Linked DNA regions of Mus musculus: region 2 is linked to region 1. Evidence: chromatin contacts called from public Hi-C data. All regions are on one chromosome and are shown on one strand. The core of a region is the stretch at or near the end of the contact, and the rest is flanking DNA. Distances in the headings are between cores, read along the strand shown.

Region 1 (5,531 bases), core at 1,323-3,822:
AGCTTCCTGGCTGTCGCACTCTGCGTATTTATGGCGCATTGCACATTTAAATGCTATTCTCATAAGGCGTTTCAGCTGTCAAAGCTCCATATTTGAGCGATAAAAGTGACTTAAAGTACCAGGGGTCCTTGGTGCCCAACCTCAGCAGTGTGTCAAAGCCAATCAATGACAACCAAAACCCACCAAATTTGTTTCACCATTTGAAAAGCAACGGCCCCTAAGGCCACCTGTGAGCAGCCTGGTAGACACACAGTACACATGGGGGTCCAGAGAGGGGGATACAGGGGGCAAGCCTGACTGGTCTCTGCACATGTGAGTTTATGCCAGTACCAGGGAGGGGTCTCTGAAGAAGAGGAAAAAGTACTATTCTTGTTCTTCATTTTAAGGTAGGGGTATATGATGTGATGGCAAATTAAGAGACGATGTTAACACCCCCTCTTCTGACACCCAGACAGCATGGATGCCTTCCAACCTGACTTCTGTTTTTGTTGATTCTCCTTCAAAATGGCACACCATGCATGTGTCCTGGGAGAAAATATGGCAGGTTTGGCCAGGAAAACCAATGGCCAGGACAGGCAAAGAAAAGGAACCTGTGATCAGTGTGGTCCCTGAGCTGAAGGACCCTAGGGACAGCATCTGTCCCCTGAGAGCACAGGCTTCCCACAGTTCTTTTCGTGTGTGTGTGTGTGTGTGTGTGTGTGTGTGTGTGTGTTTCCTACCCAATAGCTCACAGCCAGTTTCCTTACTTTTGGTTCATACCATCTATCTCCCTAGATACCCCTTCCGTGGGTTCAGCTCCCCCACATCATTAAAGGCCTGCTTTCCTTACAGGAGTCTCTGAGGGTAGTACCATCCTTCTCTGTAGACACCTGTCTTCCAGGAGCTGGGCTTGAGCCTGAAGCTCATCTCTCACATGGCCACTTGCAGCTTGCCAAGATAGCTGGGGTCAAGATTTAGTCAGCCTTCTACAAATAAAGCATACCCTGACCCAACCATGGAAGCACCCATGAGCTAAGCCTCTGGTTTCCAACAGTTGCATCAGCCATTATCGCACACGCACAAACGCATGCACACACTCAGAGAGAGAGAGAGAGAGAGAGAGAGAGAGAGAGAGCTGGCACTCAGTGGGCAAAGGATTCACTGGCCCTCATTGAGCAAGGGATCTGCATGGCAGCAACACCTTTTCCTAACTTTCCAAACCCAAGTTAACTTCCCTTTGTCAAAATTGTGAAGCATTAATGTGCCCAAATGAAAGGTCAGAGGTATAGACTTGTGTCCTGGCCTCATTTCCAGTAAGAATGGTCTACATGGAGTAAGGGAGGCTTACAGCTTTACCTAGGCCAGTCCCGAAGATGAAGGCACAGATGGGTGGGTATTGGCTGTGGACCATTCATTCAATGGTCCAGTAAAAACAGTGGAGCCAGGCTCTGAACCAAGAGGTCCCATGCTTACCCACCCCAAACTGCCCCTTCCCATACCCTCACCCTATTCCCTAACAAAGATCCTTTAAGTTATGTCTAACAGAAAACCCCTTATTCTTTAGTAAGAAAAAAAGCAACTAAATAGAAAAAAAAATTAAAATTACCCGCAGAGCAACCAGTTTCTGACCCTTTCCTCTGCTGCAGAGAGCTATAGCCTTCCTTTGCAATAAACTTAACTTGCTTACTTTTCTTTAAAAATATATACAAATTCGCAGCAGTGGCAGCAGCACTCTGAGGACCCAACCCCTGTGGCTCAACATGAGGGCAGTGATGCTGGCTGCTTAGTTTGGCTCACCTGGGCTGCTATGGTGTCTGTGGATATTTGAGAACTGTGTGGCTGAAACACACAAGAGAGAAATGTTAGTGATGTCCATGAACTTTTCTAACACAGCTGTTAGAAATCAGCAACCTGGATGGCTTAGGACTGGTGCCAGACATAGCATCAGAGATAGTTGGTCCCTCACCTTCTACTCTTGGACTTCTCATTAAAGTAGACTGCCACCATAGCTCACGCTGCTACTGATCACTGGGGAAACTAAGGCAGGCAATCATTTAAAGCTGAGCCCCATCTGCATTCCCGGATGAGGTCCAGGCCAGAGTCGGCTCATGTTGTCTTCAAAATAAAACAAACAAAAAGACAAGATGTCCCAACCCAACCTCAAAGGTAAGTGGCCCCTAAGGTCCCTGGCAGAAATTTTGACTAGCATTCAGAGATGGGAGCATAAAAACACCAGAGTTCCCAGGACCCCACATTCTGGGTTTAGAATCAGGGTGGATCCAGTTGCCCTCACATGTGGTATAGAAACAGGCTCATCAGAAATCTCCTTAGGCAGATGATGAACTTATAAACCAAGGAGGGGTATGTGGGAGGGTTTGGCAAGAAAAGTGAGAAATGATGTAATTATATTATAATCTCAAAAAACAAAAAAAAACAAAAAACAAAAAAAACCCTGTAATAAAAAACGTTCTGGTTGGGGACCCCTGGGCCACTAGGGGGAGCCAGGGGAATGATATCGGAGGGCTCTTGGGGTTGGGGGGGGGGGTTACCAGATCTGAGGAAGAACTTGGGAACCACTACCACAGTGATTTTGTTACACTGAAAGGCACACAGCCCTCTCTGAGGCTCTCTGGAATCAATCCGATGTGTGTGGTACGGAGAGAGGTGCTCACTGAGGATGCTGGCCCTTCCTGAGACCCGCAGCCTCAGGTCTGGGCAGCCAGAGTCACACATGGCTGAGCATCAAGGACACAGAGGCAACCAGGGCGGGCTATTCTCAGAGTGTTGGAATGGAGGTGACAGGTCACATCAGGGTGGCGTTCAGAGCAGTGAAGGACTTGGGGCTTGAAACCTTAGCCATAACTAGGCTGTCTCTGAAAATTTTGGACTCATCTGAGAGGGGGGTGCAGCAGCTACACAGAATGGGGGAGGGACTCTTGGTTACAGTCATTCCCATAGGACATTTCATGTCTCCAGGGCAGCAAACATCACAGCCTGGAGTTACCACCAGCCACAATACTGAAGAGAAAGACCACAGACTTTAGCCCATCTAGCAGCTGCCCTCACCCTTTTTATTTTTTTTCTCAAAGGAAAAGTGCTGACACCATTTTCCAAGCCTTAATTATACATAAAAGCTCTCTCTTTAGTCAAAGAAAAGCTGAATGTAAACTCAAAACCATATTGACGTTATTGACCCACCGTGGCCCCACATGAGCCTTACATCTGCCTGCCAATATGACAGAAACTGGTAGGCGAAGGACACAAATGTCCCGTGTCCTTGACAGACAGACAGCCTTCGTTTCCACATCAGCAGATTCTGTCTTTGTGGATTTGTGAGGAGGAAGAGAATAGGGCTCCTGATAGAAGCTTGGCGTACAACTCCCCAGCATCCTTCAAGTGATAAGCAAAAGCTTCCATGGCTCACCACTCTCTGCCTAGACAAATTCTAAATATGGATCTGCACATATGTACAGATTAGACTGAGCACACAGGAGCAAAGCAAGCTGGCCATCCGTCCCTCCTGTCCCCTCCCTCTGTAGGAATCTGGCTGGGGATGTAGGTTTGAGTTCACAGTACTGACGATCTCAGAGTCCAGCTGAGCATAGCACAGGAAATCAACATGCCTGCATCTGAACTAACTGCATTCTGCTTCATTGCCCTGCTTGCCAACAAATGTTTATGCTCTTATTGCCTAAGGTCCTATGATTCAAAAGGGGGCCCATATATTCTACCATAGCATCTCCAGTGCATTAGTACTTAATGGCCATGGGCCGTGGAGCGACACTGTTTAACCAAGGTTACTCTTTTTTTTTTTTTTTAACCTCAGTGCTATTTTGGTCTTGAGTGTGCTTCTGGCCTTTGTGGTTTTATGGAAATTCAGTGTCCTTCAAAGGAGAGGAAAGAGTGATGTACACCCAGAAGAAATCTGGTTTCTCAGCTCAGGCCTTGGAGAAGCTGGGAAGACAATATTCTGAGCTGCTCAGCAGCTGTTTCTGGCTTCTGTATGGTCTATCTGTCCTCCAGTCACTAGTGGAATTGCCATCTTAGTCCCATTTAGGGATCTGCTGTTCTCTGTGGCTTCAATCTCAAAATATTCTGTGACCGAGTATCCCCAACACTGCCCAAGAAACCCACACGATAACTCATAATGAAGAAGGTTATTCAGTTCCATTCACTGTTAGAGAGGGTTTAACAAAAATGCCCAAATGAAGGCTCTTAATTGGAGCTGAAAATAATAAACAGATGGATGGATAGATAGATAGATAGATAGATAGATAGATAGATAGATAGATAGATAGATAGATAGATAGATAGATAGATAAACAGATCCAAGATTCAGAAACATTTGTTCTGGGTACAATTCATACTGGAAAACAAATTGTTCTGTAATCTATAAATCCCAGAGATGACCCACATTGGTTAGAATCTCCAGTCTCTTCCCAGTTTTGAAGGAATTTGAGTGGCTACGTCAGGGAGAGTAAAGCTAACTTCCATGTAAAGTGAATGAACACCTGAATTGGAGGGTATAAAGATGGCCTCTTTATCAGTTCAGGCCAGTTCTTGGACTGAGGGAAGCTCTCAAGGCCCGAACCTCCTTCCTTATCATGACTGCAACATATACGGGGCTGCATGGTACTCAGCCTCAAATCACAGATGGGGAAGAAGGATGCAGATGGAGACTAGCTTCCCAGCCACAGTGACAAAGGAAAGATGGCTACCACCTCTGCTTTCGTGCCCATGGTCAAGCCTGGTCGCCAGGTCTCAAGTGTAAGTAAATGAGGCTGGGAAGTAGCATTCCCAGCAGACCAACCATTTCCCAGAGATGAATTTCAGCCAGCCTAGAGCAGGCTGCATTTCCAAGGACAGACAATAATCTCTGACATGTAGTCATTTAGTAGTGCAGTTGACCCTTGGAGCAACGTCCTTGATGCCGGTAAATCCATCTCACACCTTTGGAGTACTCAGGAATCTACAATTCTCAAATATACCAGCAAACCTGTTCTGTCTTCATCACTCGTGGGCAGATATAACTAATTCTAAAAAACATCCTTACACTGAATTATGAATTTATGCTCAGGAAACTTCATACAGCGCCCACCTGTTGATGTTGCTTCTACCTTTCTAGAATCGTCTGGATTTATCTTTATTCTCCACTTGACAGGTTTTCAAGAGACCAAAAGAGCCTTGTGCCTCCTTTAGATGGTTAATTTTTCTAAACATTCTCATCTTCACATTGGGTTCTGTTGTCCTTCACACGAGAATACTCAGGTAGTGATGGTTCAGCCTTTACAGGTAGTTTAGCTAATGGGGTCTGGAGAGATGACTCAGCAGTTAAAAGCATGCACGTACACATACATACTTTAAAATAACATATCTTTAAAAACTATTTTGCTAAGAATAAGAACACAATATCAAGTAAACTGAAGCGGAAGCAGGGATGGGGAGACAGGATGAGAACGTCTCAGTGCACCCCCATTTCATAGAGAAGCATTGTTTGAGCCTCTTTCCTACCCCTCCTGCACTGCCTGCCTGACTGTAGGTGGGTTACCCGT
Region 2 (5,531 bases), core at 1,780-4,279, 650 kb after region 1:
CTGCTTCTCCCTGACATGGGAGCTCTGACATGGGAGCTGTGGACGAAAGCAGGAATCAGCTGAGCCATTACCCCTGAGGGCTCCAGAAGGGCCCCTGTGGATGGTGGACATTACTCATGGAACTGCAATGTGATGGGTGGTGGCTAACAGCCAGTTTAGTACCCAAATTTTCACCCCCTAGACAAGGGATGCTTCTAAACAGCTGTCATTTTTCAACAGCAGCATAACATTACTTGTCTAAGGTCCGGTGTTGGGGGAGGAGGCACTGGGCCCAAGGAACAAATTCCGCAGTAACAGGCAATGTAGGGAGAATCTGGGACGAGTAGGGGGAGGGGGAAAATGACCAGCATATATTGTATGAAAAATTTCAATTAGAAATAAAATAAAATTCTCTGTAACTTAGCAGCTGTTTACCTCAACCTTAGTCATGGCCTCTGTTTAAGAAATGGATGTGCCTTCAGCCTCTCACCCTACTGCAGCCCTTTATACTGTTTCAATATCACTGTGGACAGGTGCTGCGCAAGGACAGCTCTCCAGCAGACAGCTCCTACCAACACAGCAGCATACGTTTCTTCAAAGCAATCCACAGACCCCGGCAACACCAAGTTCAGTTTTTAAGTCAAGTTCTAAGAAAACTTGAAGCGAACAAATGTTTACCAAATTAATTCTAGTCAGGCAAGAGAACACTGTCAAAATTTAAATTATTTGTTGACACACATGTTGTCTGGGTCCATGATTTCAATGTCTGTAAGGTTTATTAGTCCTTAGTACAGCATAACTCATAACTTTTTTGAATGTCCAGTTGAAAATGATTTGGTCAAGACGACAACAACAACAACAACAACAACAAAAGGCAAATTAGAATCTTCATTGATTAATGACTGCTTTGATTTGGATGTCATACTGAGAGAAAAATATAGGTGAAATTACTAGTTTATCCCTGTCTGGAATGAACATACCGATAGAGGCTACAGTCAGGGGAAGGGGCAGAGTGAAGGCTTTTGAGGTGAGAACTGATCTCTCTATGATCTAGTGAGCAGATGCATCAAGAAAGATGCAGAGCATTACGAATTCTCTACATCTGCTGAGCACTTGCTGCCTCAGGATGGAGTCACGACAGCAAGAGCACAGGGCCTCTTAGGCAGCAAAGGTCTTGTGAAACAATAGCTGTATGAGCCAAAGACTACTCTCTCTTCCCTCCAAGGAAAGGAGAAGCCATGTCCAGGCGGGTTGGACAATCAAAGTGACGTAAGCCGTAGGTGATGGTATGGTACTGAAAGGGGGGGATAGAGCAGGACCCTGTTATGTGTGAGAAGGAAGAAAGAGGGGTGTCACTTGTCACCACAGGAGGGCTGGAAGGGTGCAGAACACTGCCTCCCCAGTACAGCGGGGTGTCAGCCCCATAGAGTAGGCGCCTTGACTCCAGGGAGGCGCCAGGTGAGGAAGGCAGCCAGCAGGTACTGGACTCGATGCCAGCAGGTACTGGATTCGATGCAGCTGGATTGCCCAGCATCTCCCATGGGGGGCACCAGCACATGGCATCATGCCTGTGAGAGGGGTGGTCATGCTCGCTTTCCTTCATCATGAGCAGGATGACAAAGTCAGGGGTCTCAAGCACTTTTTTTCAGTGCTGAGGATCCATGGTCAACCCGTGGGGAACTGCAACGTTAGTTTCACATTTAATCTTCTCATCCTTATGAGAACTTATTAGGGTTTATGTGTCTTACTCACAGATGAGGGACGTCTGGGGCTTTTGGTGTAAATGGGGGAGATTGTGGCTGCTTGGCGAGGCTTGCCTAGAGGATCAGGCGGGAAGCTGAGAAGTAGGGACCTTCTAAGGGGGCATACTGGCCTTTCAACAGCTTTCAAAACAGACACAGAAGGCCACAGGAAAGTCACAAGTGTTGGTGACCTTTCTGAATCACATTCAAGCTTTCCAGTCTTCATGAAGATGGGGAGGCCATGGTCTTCCTATGAGATGCTCAGCAGGACACTCCCATGCTATGCGTAATCTCCAGGTGGAAGGAGAAGGCCAAACAACCACTGAACAATCTCTCCTTTTCCAAAGGGAAAAGTTTGATTATCCCAGTGACTTTGTTAGCAGCCTTTGCTCCAGAAAACTTAGATCTGCATGGAGCTTGTAATTAATATTTAAGTTTAGCTTGATTAAATTTCTCTCGGAGATACTTGGTCATTTCTTGTCATCTTGATAAAGACTAACACAAATGCTTTTTTTGTTTGGAAGAACTTACAGAAGCCTACTCGGGAATGTTGCAAAGTTGCTGGGATAATTTTAGCTGCCTGTGGACTGTCTAGGTGAGCCTGCATGGCAAAGGTTAGCACCACCTTCCGTTTCAACACAACACCACAACACAACCACCACTTCTTAGTCTTGTGGTTTTGTTTTCTTTTCTGTAACTGAGGCTTTCTAAAAGATGCTATTCTCAAATCAAGTAGTAGTCTGAGTTCTCCAAAATTTGATTTCACATGTTATGGTCCTTACAACTTTTGTCTAGTGCTGGACAAAGAGCTTCATTGCTAAAGTCCATCCTTCCAAGCATGAGGGCCAAAGCATCCTCCCAACCTGCCCCATCCAGAACCCACTCAAAAGAGCCAGGTATGGTGGCATGCTCTTGCAGTTCCGACCTTGAGGAGACAGAGATATAGGTGGATCCCTGAGGCTCATCAGGCAGCTGAGCCTGCTTTGTGAGCCCCAGGCATGTGAGAGACCCTGTCCCTAAAAGAATAAAAAGCAAAAAAGTAGATGGCACCTTTGGAATGGAACTGGGTGGTTGTTCTTGGGTTTCCGTGTGTGTGTGTGTGTGTGTGTGTGTGTGTGAGAGAGAGAGAGAGAGAGAGAGAGAGAGAGCACGTGTGCACCCACATGTGCACACACAGACAAATAAATGTAGAAGAAGCGTTCATTTACATAATGATCTCAGCTCCCAAGCCATCTTGTACCCTGTATAAGGGTGCCGTGTGAGGGAATCTGCAGGTGACAGCCTGCCTCCAGGCACAAAGCCCAGAGCTAAAGACTTGTATGGTGTGATGCACGATTTGTTCTACTTTAAAAAATTAAATAAATGCTCTCCGTGATTGTGCTGGCACGAAGAAGCCGTGTTGTGCTGCCCCAGTCTTTCTATAGGTTAGGCTTTGCTTGGATATGCGGGCTACATCTCAGCTTGCCTGAAAGATCTACTCTTTGAAAGTTCTGAAATGAATTTATGAGTACAGAATTTGAATAGATTTCCAAGCCATTAGCCAGAAATTTTATAGAGTGGGAATAGTTCTCATCAAATGAGCTCAATTAATGCAAAAAAATTATATATTTAATGAACAAATCAAAGCAATCTGCTGTGCTAAACTGAGCTAAGTGCTGTAAACGGGACAGAGCTAACACCCTCTAGCCATTCCTAAGTGTCTCAGTTAAAAATAACCTTGAACTATCTTTCAAAGCTCTGGCGATCAACTTTTATCAGCTTTCACGTAGGTAAGTTAAATGTGGCAAGGGACATTCACCAAGTGTCTGGGGCTTGCATAGCAACGGACTCACCAGTGTCCAAAGTTTTGATTGGACTCACCAGTGTCTGCAGCTCTGCTGAGTCTAATCAAAACTTCTTGAGGACATGCATGCATACAGACACACAGAGACAGACAGACAGACAGACAGACAGACAGACAGACAGACACACATACACACACACACACACACACACAGAGAGAGAGAGAGAGAGAGAGAGAGAGAGAGACTGTAAAGGAAAATTAATATGTGACCATTTAATTTGCCAGAGCAAAGTTGGATTTGCACAAGAATGGACACCAGAGCTTGTTGGAAGTGCTGATAAGTGGAACATGCTGACGTGTGAGACTTTTGAAAAAAGAATGTTTGTTTGCCTGGCTTACATTTTTATCTCCTGAAATTCTTGAGTTTAGCATACCCGGTTGCTTTTTTTTCTGAATCAGGACTCTGTCCAGATGAGTGGGGACAGAGACAGCACAGTAACAAAACGATGGTTTGGGGGACAGTCAAGAGGATGCAGGCCGACTTGCTGTTGACCCTGCATAGCCTGCTACCAATTCGCTCTGACAGAAACAGCCTTGATGCTATATCCACAGGATGGAGGCAGTGAGGAGTAAGAGTCTGCAGGTTGTGTCTTTAGCGCTATCAAAGCCCATTGAAACATGTTGGTCATTATAACTGCATGCACACTACTCCTTCATCACGGCAGATTATCCATAATGTAACTTTCCTCTTGAATGGGCAGGGAGAGACCCCAGTGAGCACTGTGTAGTCTACATTTTACCCTAGTGTTTGATAAAAGAGGCTCATTCTACCACTTCAGAGGGTCACAGTGATGTTAAAACATGGCGTTGGATCATGATGGAGTCAAGAGCAGTGGGGTCAGGACATGTGTGATCACCTACAGGACACACTGTCACTAAGCTGCAGATTGTCTGCAGCCCAGGTAGTCATGGTCCCTGACGGGAGGATTTCACGTGTCAATAGTTTCTAGCTTAAGCTTATACTCAGTAATTTCCTCCTCTTCCTCCAGACCCTCGGCAGTCCTGGTGTCTAAGTGAATGACCTTGTTTTCCCACTGTGGCAGGCAGGATTGGGTAGATGAAAGTCAATAGTTCTGTGCTGTGCCATCACTAAGTCTTGACTTTTCGAATCTCAGGAACATGTTTTGCTATTGTTATTTCCTCTATTGCTGCTTCTCTCTGAGAGTTGCCATTCTAGCAAATCAACTGGAAAATGTGGAGTTTCCTTTCATCATGACCATGATGTGGGGGCCTCAAATTATTCAGATAGCATCTTGTGGCATTCCTGTGGGGGCTTAGTGCCTGCAAAACGATTCCCTTCTTTATTGTTTTTGAGGAGAGATAGCTAAGTGGCTGTTAATAGTCATACTGTAAATCTAATTTTATGTAAGACAATGAGATGGGTTGGGGAAGACGGACCTTGCCTGATGTGGACAACAAGAGGGAGAGATGTCCAGATGGGGAGGGTATGAGCCTGAGTCTCTGTCCCATCTCTGAGATAAGGTCAACTTGAGAAGATACAATCCCACTTCATATAGCACCATTAAGATCTCTGCCTGTACACGGATTGCTACTTTGACCTGGGTGTCTGAACCAACTCTTCCGTCATGCCTAGAGTCACTTGCAGAGCAGGCTCATGGCTCTGAGGATAGAATGGCCTGGCAGATGAGCACAGCGGTTGGGCAGTTATTATGCCTCATGACCTGTCAAGTCAGATCAGGACAATTACAAGCCCCATCAGGATGTATGTGGAGACACAGACGAGGCTCACCAGTCATCTTGGCCTTTTCTCACAGTCTCTCAGCAGGGATCTACTGTTGTTCAACTGTCCATGGCCTCTACCTGAGCTATTCTGCTCAGTCCCAGCCCTAGAAGCATCCTTCACTGGGGAACCCTGTTCCCACACTCCTGTGCCCGAGACTTACTACTGCTCAAGGGCTTGCTGTATGGCTGTGGCTCCTTAGGTCTGGATCAATTGTTTGCATTTT

The links. A called contact is a pair of places that touch in the nucleus more often than the background predicts.
Region 2: a contact with region 1 is called in a Hi-C map of cardiomyocytes, with 2.1 times the contacts expected there. The contact joins two enhancer-like sites. A contact is called at or near these places in 3 of 484 Hi-C or Micro-C datasets (Th1 cells, cardiomyocytes and cerebral cortex) and 3 of 115 datasets of contacts at active chromatin or transcription factors (bone marrow-derived macrophages, cardiomyocytes and heart atrium).

Annotation. Positions count from the first base shown.
Region 1 is chr17:9,757,034-9,762,564 of GRCm38.p6, forward strand. The region is part of intron 3 of 4930452A19Rik (RIKEN cDNA 4930452A19 gene); the gene reads right to left. Among named protein-coding and RNA genes, the nearest start is that of 4930452A19Rik, 16 kb to the right of the region's middle. Within about 2 kb of position 2,573, at least 47 of the 459 cell types and tissues checked have an H3K27ac peak or open chromatin away from gene starts, as enhancers often do. A contact at or near this core is called in cardiomyocytes and heart atrium, where this site is marked.
Region 2 is chr17:10,411,067-10,416,597 of GRCm38.p6, forward strand. All of the region lies in intron 4 of Pacrg (PARK2 co-regulated), which reads right to left. Among named protein-coding and RNA genes, the nearest start is that of Gm39565, 42 kb to the left of the region's middle. Within about 2 kb of position 3,030, at least 7 of the 459 cell types and tissues checked have an H3K27ac peak or open chromatin away from gene starts, as enhancers often do. A contact at or near this core is called in cardiomyocytes and heart atrium, where this site is marked.